Regions from separate parts of the Mus musculus genome. Here region 2 is linked to region 1. Evidence: chromatin contacts called from public HiChIP or PLAC-seq data. All regions are on one chromosome and are shown on one strand. The core of a region is the stretch at or near the end of the contact, and the rest is flanking DNA. Distances in the headings are between cores, read along the strand shown. Region 1 overlaps Gm30370 (a long non-coding RNA gene). Region 2 has its middle 23 kb from the start of Gm30633.

What was found. HiChIP or PLAC-seq counts read pairs in DNA pulled down with a chosen protein or histone mark.
Region 2: an H3K27ac HiChIP or PLAC-seq map of embryonic stem cells shows a contact between it and region 1, with 3 times the contacts expected there. The contact joins two enhancer-like sites. A contact is called at or near these places in 3 of 115 datasets of contacts at active chromatin or transcription factors (astrocytes, embryonic stem cells and epiblast stem cells) and 1 of 9 other capture datasets (embryonic stem cells).

What each region holds. Positions count from the first base shown.
Region 1 is chr8:23,396,523-23,403,960 of GRCm38.p6, forward strand. The region is part of intron 1 of Gm30370 (a long non-coding RNA gene); the gene reads right to left. Among named protein-coding and RNA genes, the nearest start is that of Gm30370, 4.1 kb to the right of the region's middle. Within about 2 kb of position 3,074, at least 20 of the 459 cell types and tissues checked have an H3K27ac peak or open chromatin away from gene starts, as enhancers often do. A contact at or near this core is called in embryonic stem cells, where this site is marked.
Region 2 is chr8:24,355,522-24,362,426 of GRCm38.p6, forward strand. No RefSeq gene overlaps it. Among named protein-coding and RNA genes, the nearest start is that of Gm30633, 23 kb to the right of the region's middle. Within about 2 kb of position 3,825, at least 37 of the 459 cell types and tissues checked have an H3K27ac peak or open chromatin away from gene starts, as enhancers often do. A contact at or near this core is called in embryonic stem cells, where this site is marked.

The sequences.
Region 1 (7,438 bases), core at 1,824-4,323:
ATCTGAGTCACTGAACTCTGTTTCCTTCTCCATTCAAGGGACACATAGGTCCCACAGACTTCCCCCAGAAGGGATGAATACCTTTTGACTCCGCAGATAACCCAGATATTCTTTGCAACACCCAAGGTACGCTTTCCCCCATCTCTCCTCTCCTCGGTACAGGATCCAATCCAAATGGCAAAGGTGTTTGGTGTGGCAAGTTCTTACAAGATGAATTCCTGTAGTCTGGAAAAAACACATCTTCTAGTATAGCCCTGGGTATGGCAGGGATATGACCCTCAGGGTCTAGCATGGCCTCTCTGTGGCAGGCTACCCCTGGTAACACATGTACCATGCAGAGGAAGAGCAGGAGGGTGGAGGGGCCTGAGGTAAACCTACTTCAGGAGGGAGATCAGAGGCCTGGTCACCTCAACAACTTACTCTGTGACCTCAAGCAGGCTGTATATGTCTCTGAGCCAGCTTCAGCACTTTGGTGCTCCCCTGTCCAGATGTGGAACAGGTGGAAGACATTTGGAGACTTTTCTTCTTCTTTCTTTCTTTCTTTCTTTCTTTCTTTCTTTCTTTCTTTCTTTCTTTCTTTCTTTCTTTCTTTCTTTCTTCTTCTTCTTCTTCTTCTTCTTCTTCTTCTTCTTCTTCTTCTTCTCCTCCTCCTCCTCCTCCTCCTCCTCCTCCTCCTCCTCCTCCTCGTCCTCCTTCTCCTTCTCCTCCTCTTCTTCCTCCTCTTCCTCCTCCTCCTTTTTAATGGAGAGGGCATTAATAGTTCAATGACTAGATAGATGCCCAAGGGGGAGTGCAGGGAGTCCAAGAGAGCAGACTGGGGGTGGAGGGAGGCAAGAGAGAAGAATAGGTACATGAACAGGAAAGTGAGCCAGAGACTGAGAGAGAACATACAAACTTGTACCAACCTTGCACATAGTAGGAGCTCATTAAATATCTGTTGATTGATTGTTGGCCTGAGAGATTCTCCCCACTTCGCTTCTGTGTGGTCTGGAAGGAAGGTGGAATATACGATTCCACACGCACCATGGAGCGGACAATAGGGGCACTTATCCAGAAAATGAGAAGCCTAGATCTTTTGCAATATCCACCCAATGCTTAAAATGAAGGAGGATATTTAAGAAGCTGTGTAATTGAGCCTTAAGAGCCTCGAGTTATTCTCTGTGCCCTGGGTTGATTCTGTGCAGCCAATCTGTCTTCTTTTTCAAAAATTAGGACTTCCTCTTTTACCTTATTTACAAAAGTAGCCTATATAGTCATTGTAGGAACTATACAAAATGAAGAAAATGGAAGAAGAGCTCAGGGTCCAGAAGTAGTAAACACTTTAGGGGACTTCCCCCCATACCTTGGGGGACAGCTTTTCTTCTTTTCACGTTCTCCTCTCAGATTTCTTTCTGAGAATGTCCAAATCTCATGATATGCACATCTGTAGTACGCTTTCTCCAAACAGCACTTGTAAAATCATCTACTTATTCCTTTATTCATTCTGCAATGTTATTTATTGAGTTTCCTACATGCTAGAGCACTGTTTTATGGGATAGAGAAACAGCTAACTGTAATCTCTGGCCTTGGGAAGCTGTTTTGTGTTGGCAGTGTTGGAAGGTAGACTGAATAAGAGAGCCAACCTGTGGTACCTAAGGGAATCAGAAAATGTGGGAAGGAAAGCAAGAAAAGGTGTCTCCATGATGGAGAGGGGAGAGGCCTCGCCGAGTGGGGATGTCTGAGGGAAGCTGGGAGAGTTTCTTTCCCAAGATGCCCTGCTTTCTAGGTCAGATCTTTAAGGGTTTGGGATGACTTTCCCAGGACCACTAAAAACAAACAAACAAACAAACAAACAAACAAACAAACAAACAAACAGGGAGAAAGTCTTAAAAGTATCAATGCTGATTATGTAATGTCTCAGAAGAAAACACAGGGCTGGAAGCAGTGGGGTGCTTGCTTAGCATACATGAATGCTGTGAATGCGGGAGATCCTGGTTTCCCTGGTGCTGGGGGTGGAGTGGGTAGAAGAGGAGAGGGAGTAGGAGCAGAGAAGACCGAAGAGAGGAAAGGGTGGGGGGGGGGAAGAGGGAGGGAGGAAAGTTAGGTGCTAAAAGCCTAGGACTGTGAGCCTGGTTTTGTTTATAAGGTGCTAATTGTATCCATGGCAGAAGAGAAAGTCAAGGGTCAGTGGGCTCTGTATGGGAAAAGAGACACACAGCATGTCTTCATGGCCGTGCCTACCTGGTCACCCGCCTGTCTTCAGTTTTAACCTGGGAGCTATGGTAATTCATTTTTTTTTTTAAATGTCCAAGAAGTTAACTCTGTTTCTGGCATCAGCTCTCCTCTGTCCCCGGCCATCTTTGCCAATGACTGTAGCAATCACTAAACATTCGCTTTGTTTGGGGGGCTTTCCGGTTTTTTTCCGAACGGTTTTCTGTTAGGATGGTAAAGAGAATCTTTACTGTAGAGTAACCGTTCTTTTAACATCAGGTGTCAAGGTGTGAAGGGTCTCAGCCTACCCAGCCAAGTTTCCTCCTACAGGAAGAACCAGGACTAGAGAGGAGTGAAGAGATTGCCCAAGGGCATGCAGGTCCTTACACTTAGAAGCTGAACTCTTTTACCCAGCTGTGTTCTTCCATGAGGCAGGTGTCTTGCGGCCTCACATGTGACAGCATGTTCCCTCCTAGCAGCCACATGGATCTTTTTTTTTTTTCTTCCGTAAAACCACTAGATAATAAAAGCCACTAGAGCCCACCACTGGTGCCGGAGAGCTTGTGTTAAATACATGCTCTCTTTCTGCCCATTTTCTGAGTGGCAGCCCCTCCCCGCCTCTCAACCCCTGTGTCTCTGCCGCGGGAAGACTAATGGTTAGTGTCCATGTCAAGCGCAAGGGTCCAGGAGAAAGCCCGTCCCCTGGTCCCCAGCATCCAAGACGCTCGGAAGCATGGAGGATGGACTTTGTCTGGCCAGCTCCACTCTGCTCCGGAGTGGAAGAAAACCAGTCATTTGGCAAAAGTCAGCTCAGTTGTCACCATTGTTCTTAAAGAGGCTGGGCTGAATAGTGGGGCTAATGTATTCTATTATGCATACAGCTCTCACTGGGTGCTGGGGGGGAGGGCCGCATTCCTCCAGATCCCTCCCCCAACCCTACTCCAGCCCTGCACAGACCCCCTCTAGCACTAGAGAGGAGCCCTGAAAAAAACAGCCATGGGGCAGCACTGCTGGTGGGACCGTGAAGTGGGGACAAAAAGAGGAGCAGAGAGTGACCGAAGGCCTGGCAAGAGGGCCAGAGATGCCTGTGGGATGGAGACAAGTGGATGCTGGAGGTAGCTGGTGGCTTCTATGACATGGGACATGTGGCTCCTGCCTGGGCCCTGGACTTTTTTAATACCCCATTTCTTCAGAGGACAGTCAACAGTTACACAGCTGAGCCCACGAACCCCTTGTCTTCTGTTCCTAACCACCAGACACATGGCTCTTCCAGGAAGCCTGGGGGCAGGGACATAGCACATTTTTTTTCTAAGGCCAGTTATAACCAGACCAGGACAAACATGAAGGACAGAAGAAAAGGGCTTCGGGATGGGTGCCTGGCTTGTCACATCGGGCCTTAAGTGTAACGAATGAGGCCGTGAGAGCCATTGCCCCTATTCAGCTTTTCAAACCTAGGCTTGCACCCAGAACCTTCCTGGGTGGAAAACTATGCCCAAGGAGGAGGGAAAGCTGGAGGGTCCGGCTGGCTCCAGTGTCTTTCCTAACAGGACCCTGGGTTGGAAATGTGACTTTCCTGACCCCAGGCTGGATGAGCTCACTCCTTAGAGCTCGCACTTCTTTTCTGGACATCAGCACTATCTCATTTCTTGTCCTTTGTCCCCTCCCTTATTATCGGTGAATTTGCCCTTGGAGGTACCTGACTCTGTCTTATAAAGAACCAGAATGAAAACCTGCTCTTTAGAACAGTTTGGTGAGGAACAAACAAGCAACACAAATGTGTGCCTGTGGATGTGGGCATGTGGGCATGTGTGCAGTGTGTGTGCCTGTGTGTACGTGTGTATATGCCTGTGTGTGCACATATGTGTGTGCACATGCTTGTGTGTGTGCATGTGTCTATGTGCCTATGTGTGTGAATGCGTGTGTGCTTGTATGTGCACGTGTGCATGTGTGTATATGCATGTGCATGTATATGTGTGTATGTGCATGAGTGTCTGTGCATGTTATTGTATATCCATGTGTATGTATGTACCTGTGTATGTATATACATGTGTGCGTGTGCATGTGTATGTGTGTGCCTGTGCTTGTATGCATCTGTGTGCATATACATGTATGAATGTGTGAGTGTATGTGTGTGTGTGTGAGAGAGAGAGAGAGAGAGGAAGAGAGAGAGAGGAAGAGAGAGAGAGGAAGAGAGACAGAAAAAGAGAGAGAGGAAGAGAGAGAGAGAGAGAGAGAGAGAGAGAGAGAGAGAGGCACCCAATATCATCATCACAGGCATATACACAGTGACCTCATTTCCTTCCAGTAGGCCTATTTCCCAAAGGCTCTACTCTTTCTCAGTAGAGGCTGGTGACCAAGCATTTAGCACATAGGCTTTGGGGCATGTAAGATCCAAGCTGTGATGCTGACTGTGGTATCTCCTCGGGCTCAGCTTCCCATCTCTACCTGCCCTATGACATCATGTTGTGAGTTCTGTTTCCCTTCTTATCTCTGCATGCATCTCTCCTCCCCCTCACTGAGAGACCTTCTGGAGTCAGGGATCATGCAATCCATCTCCAGGTTCCCTCTTCTCCAGAGGATCCAGCTCACACCCTGGGGCACCGTGCATAGATGGTCCACCAACTTCTGGAATCTGGGGAGCAGAGCGTAGAGAGCCCCCGCTCACACACTGAGCTGCATCTGGGGAGACAGGGAAATTAGACTCCTGTGTGAAATCCCCATTAGTTGCGAGGCGACAGTTTCCATGGGAGGGGGATGGAAATAAAACCCAAAGCTGGGAATTCAAATGAGTCGAGGCCATGCAGAATGTGGAGCATTCCATCCTCCACAGAGAACATATTCTCCTTTCAGGGGACATAGCGATAGCAGTAAAAGTGGCCTTGCAGGATGAAGCACATGAAGACTTCGCAGGGACTTAAGGACTTAAGGGACTTAACAGCCAGATATATAGTTTTTGGATGGACCCAAACTGTTGTAAACTCCTTCCCACCAGAGGAGTTAATGCAGAGTGTGGAAAGCCCGTGTTAGGGCCAAGTGACTCTGTTTGGGAATTTGTTATTTACGTAGCTTTAGACTGTGTGTTAAACAATTCAGTGGTCTGACTATAGTTAAAAAGCAAAAGGGCTTTATGGACAAATTATAGCTTTCTGGTGGGACACTGGCTTTTCCTGTAACGCTGTAACTATTAGAAGGATCTGATAAAAGGCTGTTCTTGGGTAGAGACAGATCCTGAATGTTCTAAGGTGAGAAAGAGCTAGGTGATCCCAGAAGTCTCCATTCCCCTGCTTCCTCTTCCCACCCAAGAGTCTAATTTCATGCCTCCCTCTGAATCCTCTGCCCTCAAGGAGGCAGATGGACCTCTCTGTGCTCATCAATCTCATCTTCGGAAAAAGTGGGCCTTCAAGGACTCCCTGAGGGCTGCAAGACAGAGGGTGACAGTGCACTGTGTGCTCACAGGCTGACACTTCCAGCCACACCAAATAGACTGTCACAGCATGTAGCGGAAGCAGGAGCCCACCTTGCTGGGTGCTGAGGAGAGGCTCCTGAGGTGGAGGAGCGAGCATCTCTGTCTTAAATACACATGGATTTTCTTGGCTCATCACACTGGAGCATTCTAGATGCAGCTGATGGAATGGGATTTTGAGTAGCTAGGAAATAATAAAAATTGATCTTTCAGCCTTTATGTTTTCTAACTACTCTGAAAAGCCCTGTGTTAATGACCTGCACCGTCTAGTTTGCTTTTAGTTGCCTAAAATAGAAAAGCCATCGAGTGTGGATAAAGTGTGATTGTAATAACGTAGGTCTTGCCTAAAAGCATTCAGGGTGGGCAGCTCTAGGTTCCTTCTGCCATTCTGTTCCAGCATCACTGTGTGCTGGGGTTCACAGTCAGGCTTTACGTCCCGGTGTTGTAGCTGGATTTCAGATAGGAAAAAGGGAAGAGCCAAGGTGTGTGGCCTCTAAGGCTGTCTGCTTTCCAACACTTTCCAACATACCAGCATCTATTTACTGGTCGCTGGTCAGATTGGGTCGTAAGATTGAGTTCAAGAAGGCAGTCAGCAAGACAGCTCACTGGGTACAGGCACTTGCCACCAAGTCTGATGGCCTAGGACCAACATGGTAGAAGGAGAGAACCTTGTCCCAAAAAGTGCCTTCCAACCTCCAAAGGAGCATTGTGACACACATACACGTAAAGCAAGCATGCACACACATGTACATATACACACAAGCATGAACACACCCATGCCCACATATACATACATACCCACATGCACATACACACACATACGTGCAAGCATGAACACATGCTCACACATCCATACGTGCACATACATATACACACAAGCATGAACACACACATGCACAATACACATACACAATACATGCACACATATATAAACACAAGCATGAAACACACATGCACATACACAGAATATAATAAAAATATGTTTTCTGTTCTCCAGGACCTCTCTATAAGACCTCCAGACAGGTCAGTGAGTTTAGCTAAAGGCCGTGGAGGTTGAGATCCTGGGGAGGTGCTAGTTTCTTGGTCCTGGTGGGGAGCATAGTCCTGCTTATGGGGAACCCGAGCTCAGCCATGAGCCTGAGGGCTGAATGTCTGCCTCTGACCACTGTAGAGCTGCTCCAGAGCTGCCCTGGCTGCACGGCTGGTTTTCCCTGTGTGCCGTCTTCTTGGCTATTGCCTCTCGTTAGGCTTAGATTCCGTTCACTCTCAGCATCAGAAGACTCATGCAACTCCAGCAGACCCATGCCTCACATCCTTCTCATGGGCACATCCTGAGCCTCCTCAAGAGGCCTTTTTATCCAGGTGAGTTCTTCTGGACCACCTCCTATCAGCAGGGTTTCTACGTCATCTTCTTGGTAGCAGCCTGAACGCTAAGATGTTGCTGGCTTAGCTCTTCCCTGTGGCCACCAATCATCCACTGGAGGAGTTGCTGTAGTGTTCACTGTTAATCCCACCCTCCTCCCATCCTAGACCCAATAACTCCAAAGCACCTCATAGGCTTGCTTCACCTAGGACCTCTCCTTCTCTTTCCCCTTCCAGACTCTTGAAAAAGTCAGATACAATAATTCACTGTAACAGGTCACTAACTGCCAAAAGTGCTCGGGTCCCTCTCTCTCTCCAGGAATTAGCCAAAGGCAGTCAGACTTAGCACAAAGACCAACGACTTGTGTTCCTGTCCTACAGGACAGTGCTTTGGGGACTGGGCTACTGGCAAGCGACCCACCA
Region 2 (6,905 bases), core at 2,575-5,074, 960 kb after region 1:
AATCAGATTTAATAGGGCTTACAAGAAAAGGTTTTAGTTGTTGCACCCAGAGATTGAGTTACCAGTGTTTCTGAGCTAAATTTGTGTGGTGTTTTTCTTCTCGCAGCAATTTGACTGAGTTCCAGAGAGAAAGTTATAGCAGCAAAGCATGGGTTTGCCTGATGTGCACCACAAAGGCCGTGGGGGCTTTGAAGCATGGGACTGGCATGGTAGCAACCTCTCAATGGGACCTAGTGAGCTCAGTGGAGAGATTTTGGAGGTCTGAGTCAGAGTCTCCATGAGATAATAACAGGTCGGCCATTGCCCGCCAGTGCATGGTTGGCCAGCCCCATGGGGCAGAGTCCCAAGTGCAATAAGAAAGTGGGCTGAGAAAGCCAATAAACAGTGCTCCTCTGTGGTCTCTACTTCAGGTCCTGTCTCCAGGTTCCTGCCTCCACTTCATGCTCCATTGAGTTCCTGCCCTGACTTCCCTCAGTGATAGACTGTGAGGTAGAAGTGTAAGTTGAAATAAACTCTTTCCTTTCCACATTGCTTTTGGTTATGGTGGTTTATCACAGCAATAGAAACTCCCAAATTCTTCGTGATCCCAAATTCACAAAATTCAAAGCCCTACTTCCTGCTCACTAACAATGAACCAAAGGCAAGTTCCTCTATGTACTATCTTGTCTGACCACAAAATGTAGGAAATGGTTTTACCTTCCTCTCAGGGTCACCACCAAGGTCTATAAATGTCACTCATACATATAGGCAACTGATGTGCTGGTTGGGTTACTCAGAAGAACAGAACCTATAGAATGCATAAGTGATAATAAGGGAGGGTTTATTTGATGGTTCCCATGGTCTGGTCAGAGGCTGGACCTTTCCACAGTGCCACCTGTAAGCCAGGGAACCAGGGAACCCACTAGTTTTTCAGTCCCCAAAGCAAGCAACTTTAAACAAGGTATGGTGTGTGTGTGTGTGTGTGTGTGTGTGTGTGTGTGTATGTGAGAGAGAGAGAGAGAGAGAGAGAGAGAGAGAGAGAATCCAAGACAGAAGGTTGAAAGGTACCCAGAAAGATGGGGTGAAATCTGCATTCAAAGGCTGCAGAATCTAGAGTCTGCTGTAAGGAACCATGGCAACAAAAGATGTAGCCACTGTAGAAGAGATTCAAGAATAGAGGCAGCAGCACATGCCTATAATCCTTGTACAGGAGGGTTACGAGTTTAAGGCTAGCCTGGGCTATGGTGACAAGAACTGAAAACTCTGTTAAAAAATAACAAAGCAGTGCTATAAATATAGGGCGGGGATCAAGTACTTGCCTAGTATGTGCAAGGCCCTGAACCCAACCTGCAGCATATGTAAACAGGAACCTTGTCTCACCCCCAACACACACACACACATGCATGCCTCGACACACACACACACACACACACACACACACACACACGAACGCATGCACGCACGCACACACATGCACACATACTTTCATTCAGCTGAGCCTGAAGTTTACTGAATGGTGTTGCTTATGTTCAGAGATGGATTTCTCCAGCCAGTTCACTGACCTACATGTCAATCATCCATGGAAATACCCTCATAGACACACACAGAAGTGTTTTACCAACATCAAAGATTACCCATGTCCTACCTCTTGCTTGAGGCTGTGAGACAGGGCTGACTCCATGACAGGCTTCAAATTGGCAGTCCAGGAGAGTAGAGATAAGAATTGGACAAGTTCAGGCAAGCCCAGGCAAGTCAGTTACTAGAAAAAAAAAAACAAAAACAAAAAAGCAGACTTCAGGCATCTAGTCAGAAACTGCCCTGCCATCAGAAGATGTCCCACCACCTGGCCTGAGGCAAAAACTATGGGTCAGTAGCAGTTTCCAGACTTCCTCAGCAACAGTTTCCAGCCCCCACACCCCAGTAATTAAATGTCCCTAGAGATGGAGCAAGATAAAGGTCACCTACCCTGGAACCCCCTAACTGCTTTAAATCAGGCCTGTAAGCTCACTTGGTTGCATCTCTATCTTGGTAATGGGAGACCCCAGCATGCTGGACTTCTGCAGAATAAAACATTCTTTGTGTTTACATACTATGTGAGTCCTGGGTATCACTCTTCAGTGAATCATGGACCCTTACAGCTGATACTTCCCAGCAAAGTTAGAAACAAATGGTTCATTTCTTACAAGAGAAACCTCCCACCTCAGGACCTATTCTAGCACAAACAAGCTTTATCTTGTCTCATGAAACACTTCTTAACTAATACAGAGTTCCCCACTAGGGTGTTGGGAATAGCTGAACAAAATAGGGCTTCCATTTGAATAACCCAGCACAGTACAGAAACCTAATCAATGCATTCTGCAACTGTGCATTGTCCTCTTGGGTTGAAGGCCTGGGGCCACTTCCTTAAGAAGCCCTCACCCTTCCTACCCTTATGGGCCTTCATGCCAAAGCACTACTTTGTTCTCTCACCTACCCCCTCTCTACTTAAATAAAAATATCTCCAGGAGGCACCTCTAAGGGAAGGGCAGCCATGCAATTCCAGACACACAAGCTCTAGGTGAGCAAAGCTTTTACTGCCACTCAAAGTTAGCAGTGCCATCCTTGTTCTGTAATCCTCTGCACTGGCTAGCACTGCACATAGACTTCTGTGAGGTGTAACTACTTGGAACTGGACCTAGGGAAGAAAAGCAAGAGGCAAATACCCTACCCCTGATCCTTTTCTCCCTCCCCACAAAAACAAACCTTCCACATGCTTGAGTTCCTCACGAAGGAGCCTAGAATATGCGCTAACTCTTCCACCTCCAGGGTCATGGTACCTGAAAAAGCATCTCACTTCCTTCCAACCAGGCACTGTCTCTGGTGTATTGGTTTTCAAGTAGCCATACCTGTTATGAAATATAATGTAACAGATCTGGTTGGTGTAAGAGGGTTTATTTGGGGGAAGGGAGGAGGTGAAAACTGGAGAAGGGTTAGAGGCAGATGAGTAGATATGTGGACAGGCAGACAGACAGGAGCAGAGCCTTGAGAGCAGAGTCGGGGGGGGGGGGAACAGAGGACAACAGAAATGGGGAGAGGGAGACTGGCTGGGGACAACAGAGAGAGAGCTAGGGTAGCTAGCAGTCCACATCTGGCTCACTTGGCCTCAGCAGTGGCAGGTGATAAGGTAAGCAATTGCCAGGTCCCCAAGGGCAAGCCAGCAGAATCATGTGTATGCTAACAATACCCCAGAGCCAGTAACAGAAGGCCTGAAAATCGTTTTGTATATTAACTATCATGCAAACATTTGAGAAACTTAAGTGTCCTGGTAGATGCAGAGACATCTTCATTGTCGGGCTCTGTTGTTAATATAATCTGGCGTGTAACTCAGGAAATGTTTCTTAAGCATTTATTATCTGTGTAAGAGGCAAAAATAATTCACTTCTACTCTGAATTCTTAACCAGGACCTTCTGCAACAAAGGACCGATTGAAGTGGGGAAAAATAGAGAAAGAGAGAAGTTTGTCGACAGGATAGCTCACATGTACACAATACAGAAGAGTGGGGAGGGGGAGTATATAGACTAACATGTGAAGGAATCCATGAAAATCTGTGGGCCCTCCCCACCAAGGCTCACATTAACAGCACTCTGGTAGAAAGCCTGCATTGTACAGATCCAGACCAGTCCAGCCCAGCCCAGCCCAGCCCAGCCCAGCTCACCTCAGCCCAGCCCAGCTCACCTCAGCCCAGCCCAGCCCAGCCCAGCCCAGCCCAGCCCAGCCCAGCCCAGCCCAGCCCAGCCCAGCCCAGCCCAGCCCAGTGCAGTGCAGTGTCTGGTTGCTTCTTAACCTCTCCAGCCCAGTTCCTTTGTTTCTCTCACTATCCATATGCTTCAGGTCTAATTCTTGTTTCTGACAAGACCCTGGAAATCCCAGTGGGTGTCCTCCATACCCAATCCTTGCTTGTGACACTAGAAGATGAACAGAAAAAAAGAGAGATTTAAAAGAGGTGGCTTGAGAACCAAGTTTAGATATCTCCAGCTGAAGCCAAAGTGAAAGGAATTTAAGGTATTTAAAGTATTGCTCAAAGGGAGACAACAGGGGAAAGCTCAGAGATTAAGGGTCAGGTTGTTTCCTAGATTGAAACCCTGCACTAAATCCTTCTCCTCTTGTGATTCATAGTTTCTCTAATGCAGAAAAGACTCATTCCTTATATCCTTGAAAAAAGGAACTTCTGCTCTATCTTTTAACTTTCCCTGTCTTTGCTTTTATTAAAACAATCAGTTTTGAGCAGGGGTATGGCTGAATCATATATCGCTTAGCATGTCTAAGGATCTGAATTTAACTCCCAGCCTTCCAAAGCCATCTACCAAATATTCAAGTAGAGAAAGATAACTCAAAATAATTTCAATACACAGGAAAAATGGGTCGATAGGTAGAGCCTGAGTAGTTTCCGATGGGTGAGGGGCCCTGAAAATTCTACAGCCTACCAAGCCACCATGGCCAGTTCCTGTCTCAAGTTTGAAGAGTGAAATTCAAAGACAACAAGAGAACAAGCTTATACAAGAGATTGTTCTAGAACTGAAGAGAGAATATAGCTGTAGTGAGAGTTTGGGTTTCTTTAAAAACACAGTTATGTTACATGACTATGTTTTTGTTTGAATCCCAAGTGTGGGATAAGAAGCGGGGTCATAGAAGGTGATTATGATTTGCCTCATGCACTAGCGGGGGTGTGATATTTGCCAGGGGCAGAGAGTCTAATTCTGGGGATTCTGGAGAAGGTATAAGTGGGAGAGTCCTGAGAGGGGCTAGAGTGACTGCTGCTCCCTCTGCTGCTGTCCTATCTGCTGTCACCCAGCTGCTGCTGCTGGTTTGCTTTTGTATTTGTTATTGCTGGATTGCTGGTTTTCTGGATATTCTGGATATTCTGACTATAAACATTGTACTTTCCCCTAAGGAACCTAGTGTTTCTTATCAGCAGGAAGTAGCTTATAGAAGCCTATGCCCCCTTTCCCCTCTAACCTTCTTTCTCTCCTACCTAGTATTGGGAGGTTAGAAAGGATTGGCGCGGAGAAAGGGGAAGAGAGTTAAAGGTATAAGAACACAATAAAATGGCTTTAAAAATTGCACCAACACAGAGCTGCTATATAGCATGAGTGGTGCTTTAGAAATGGGATACCATTGAAACCAACAGACTAAATAGGAGATAAACACAGACACCCAGTGTATTAACAGACAAATGTGATCTATGTGTACATATGAAATTCAGAGGAAGGCTAGAATGCTAAAATACCTTTATTCACAGAAGAGAAGGAAATGGGTACATGTATAGATTGTTCCTGGAAGGTGGGGGGTGGGGGGGATCTGGAGAGAGAAATTGGCTTGTAAAATGATGTTCTTTGGTGTACTGGTTAGTTTTGTGTCAACTTGATACAGCTGGAGTTATCACAGAGAAAGGAGCTTCAGTTGAGGAAATGCCTCCATGAGATCCAACTGTAAGGCATTTTCTCAATTAGTGATCAAGGGGGAAAGGCCCCTTGTGGATGGGACCATCTCTGGGCTGGTAGTCTTGGTTCTATAAGAGAGCAGGCTGAGCAAGCCAGGGGAGGCAAGTCAGTAAGGAACATCCCTCCATGGCCTCTGCATCAGCTCCTGCTTCCTGACTTGCTTGAGTTCCAGTCCTGACTTCCTTGGTGATGAACAGCAATGTGGAAATGTAAGCTGAATAAACCCTTTCCTCCCTAACTTGCTTCTTGGTCATGATGTTTGTACAGGAATAGAAACCCTGACTAAGACATTTGGGATGTGAACCCAAAGGACAGACATCTTCTAAGGTCAGCTGCCCCTTTGTTAACCCTGCTCAGACTTCTTCCTGAGACACAAAATGAGATTCCAGGGAGAGATGACAAACAGTGGAGTGGGTTCTCTTATAGTTTGGGCTTCACTGGATGAGAATATTTCCAGAGGCTGTATCTCTCCAGTTGGTGGAGAAGAAAACAGACCAAGGACGGGGAACCCCGAATCTGAGAGCCCCCTAGTCCTGGAGCTCTTAGCTGTCAACACACCAGTGTTGGGCTGTGGTTTTTGAGCCCCAGCCGAGTTTAGAAAGTGCCCCTGGGACTAATGTTCATAGTTAAGGTAAAGGTTGTGGTGTGTCACTGGGCAAAGCACACTTCTGCTTGCCACAGAACAGAAGACAAGGTTAAAGGTAAGATGGTGGAGAGACCTCACAGTTAATTAGCTGCCTGAAGATGGCCAGACTATCATCCTAAACACCATCTTAATGAATGACTGCAAACACAGAACTTAGAGAAGTGATTTTGTGAATATCTTTCCAGCCTCAGAGGGATGGACACCTGAGTATCAATCAATATGGTGGATCATTTTCTTTGATCCACTCGGAGGCTACTGGAAGGGCTGCACTTGTTCTGGAACTCTGAAGAACAGTTGCTGATTAGAATGCATGTGGCAAACATCCCCCTTCTTCCCATCTCCTGGGTTGCCCGACTCCAGCAGTTCATATAGGGGCCATTGAGGCTCAGCTTTGTGTGTGTGAGGTTAGAGTTAGAACATTCAGGAAACAGAAGGTAAATTTGCAAAGGAGAACTTGCTAAGGCCAGGTTAGCCGTGTTAGTGCTTTGGGAGTATCCTCCCTCCTCACTTCCTCTTTGAGGATTACCATAGGTGAGAGAAACTATCGAACCTGCAACCCCTCCCCCAGTCCTGCTTCCTTCGAGCACCCTCAGAACTCAATGTCCAGGACTCATGCAAGAACTCAGATCCAAGCTTCTAGCATCTGATTCACTGAAACCGTTCACCCCGCCACTCATCACTCTTGTCCACACAGCCAAATCTAGGTTGCTGATCTTTCCAAACATCTGGAGACCTTTCGTCCATTTTCTTCACATCTACCTAGATTGTGTTTCATTATCAAACATGTTTGTAGTACTCA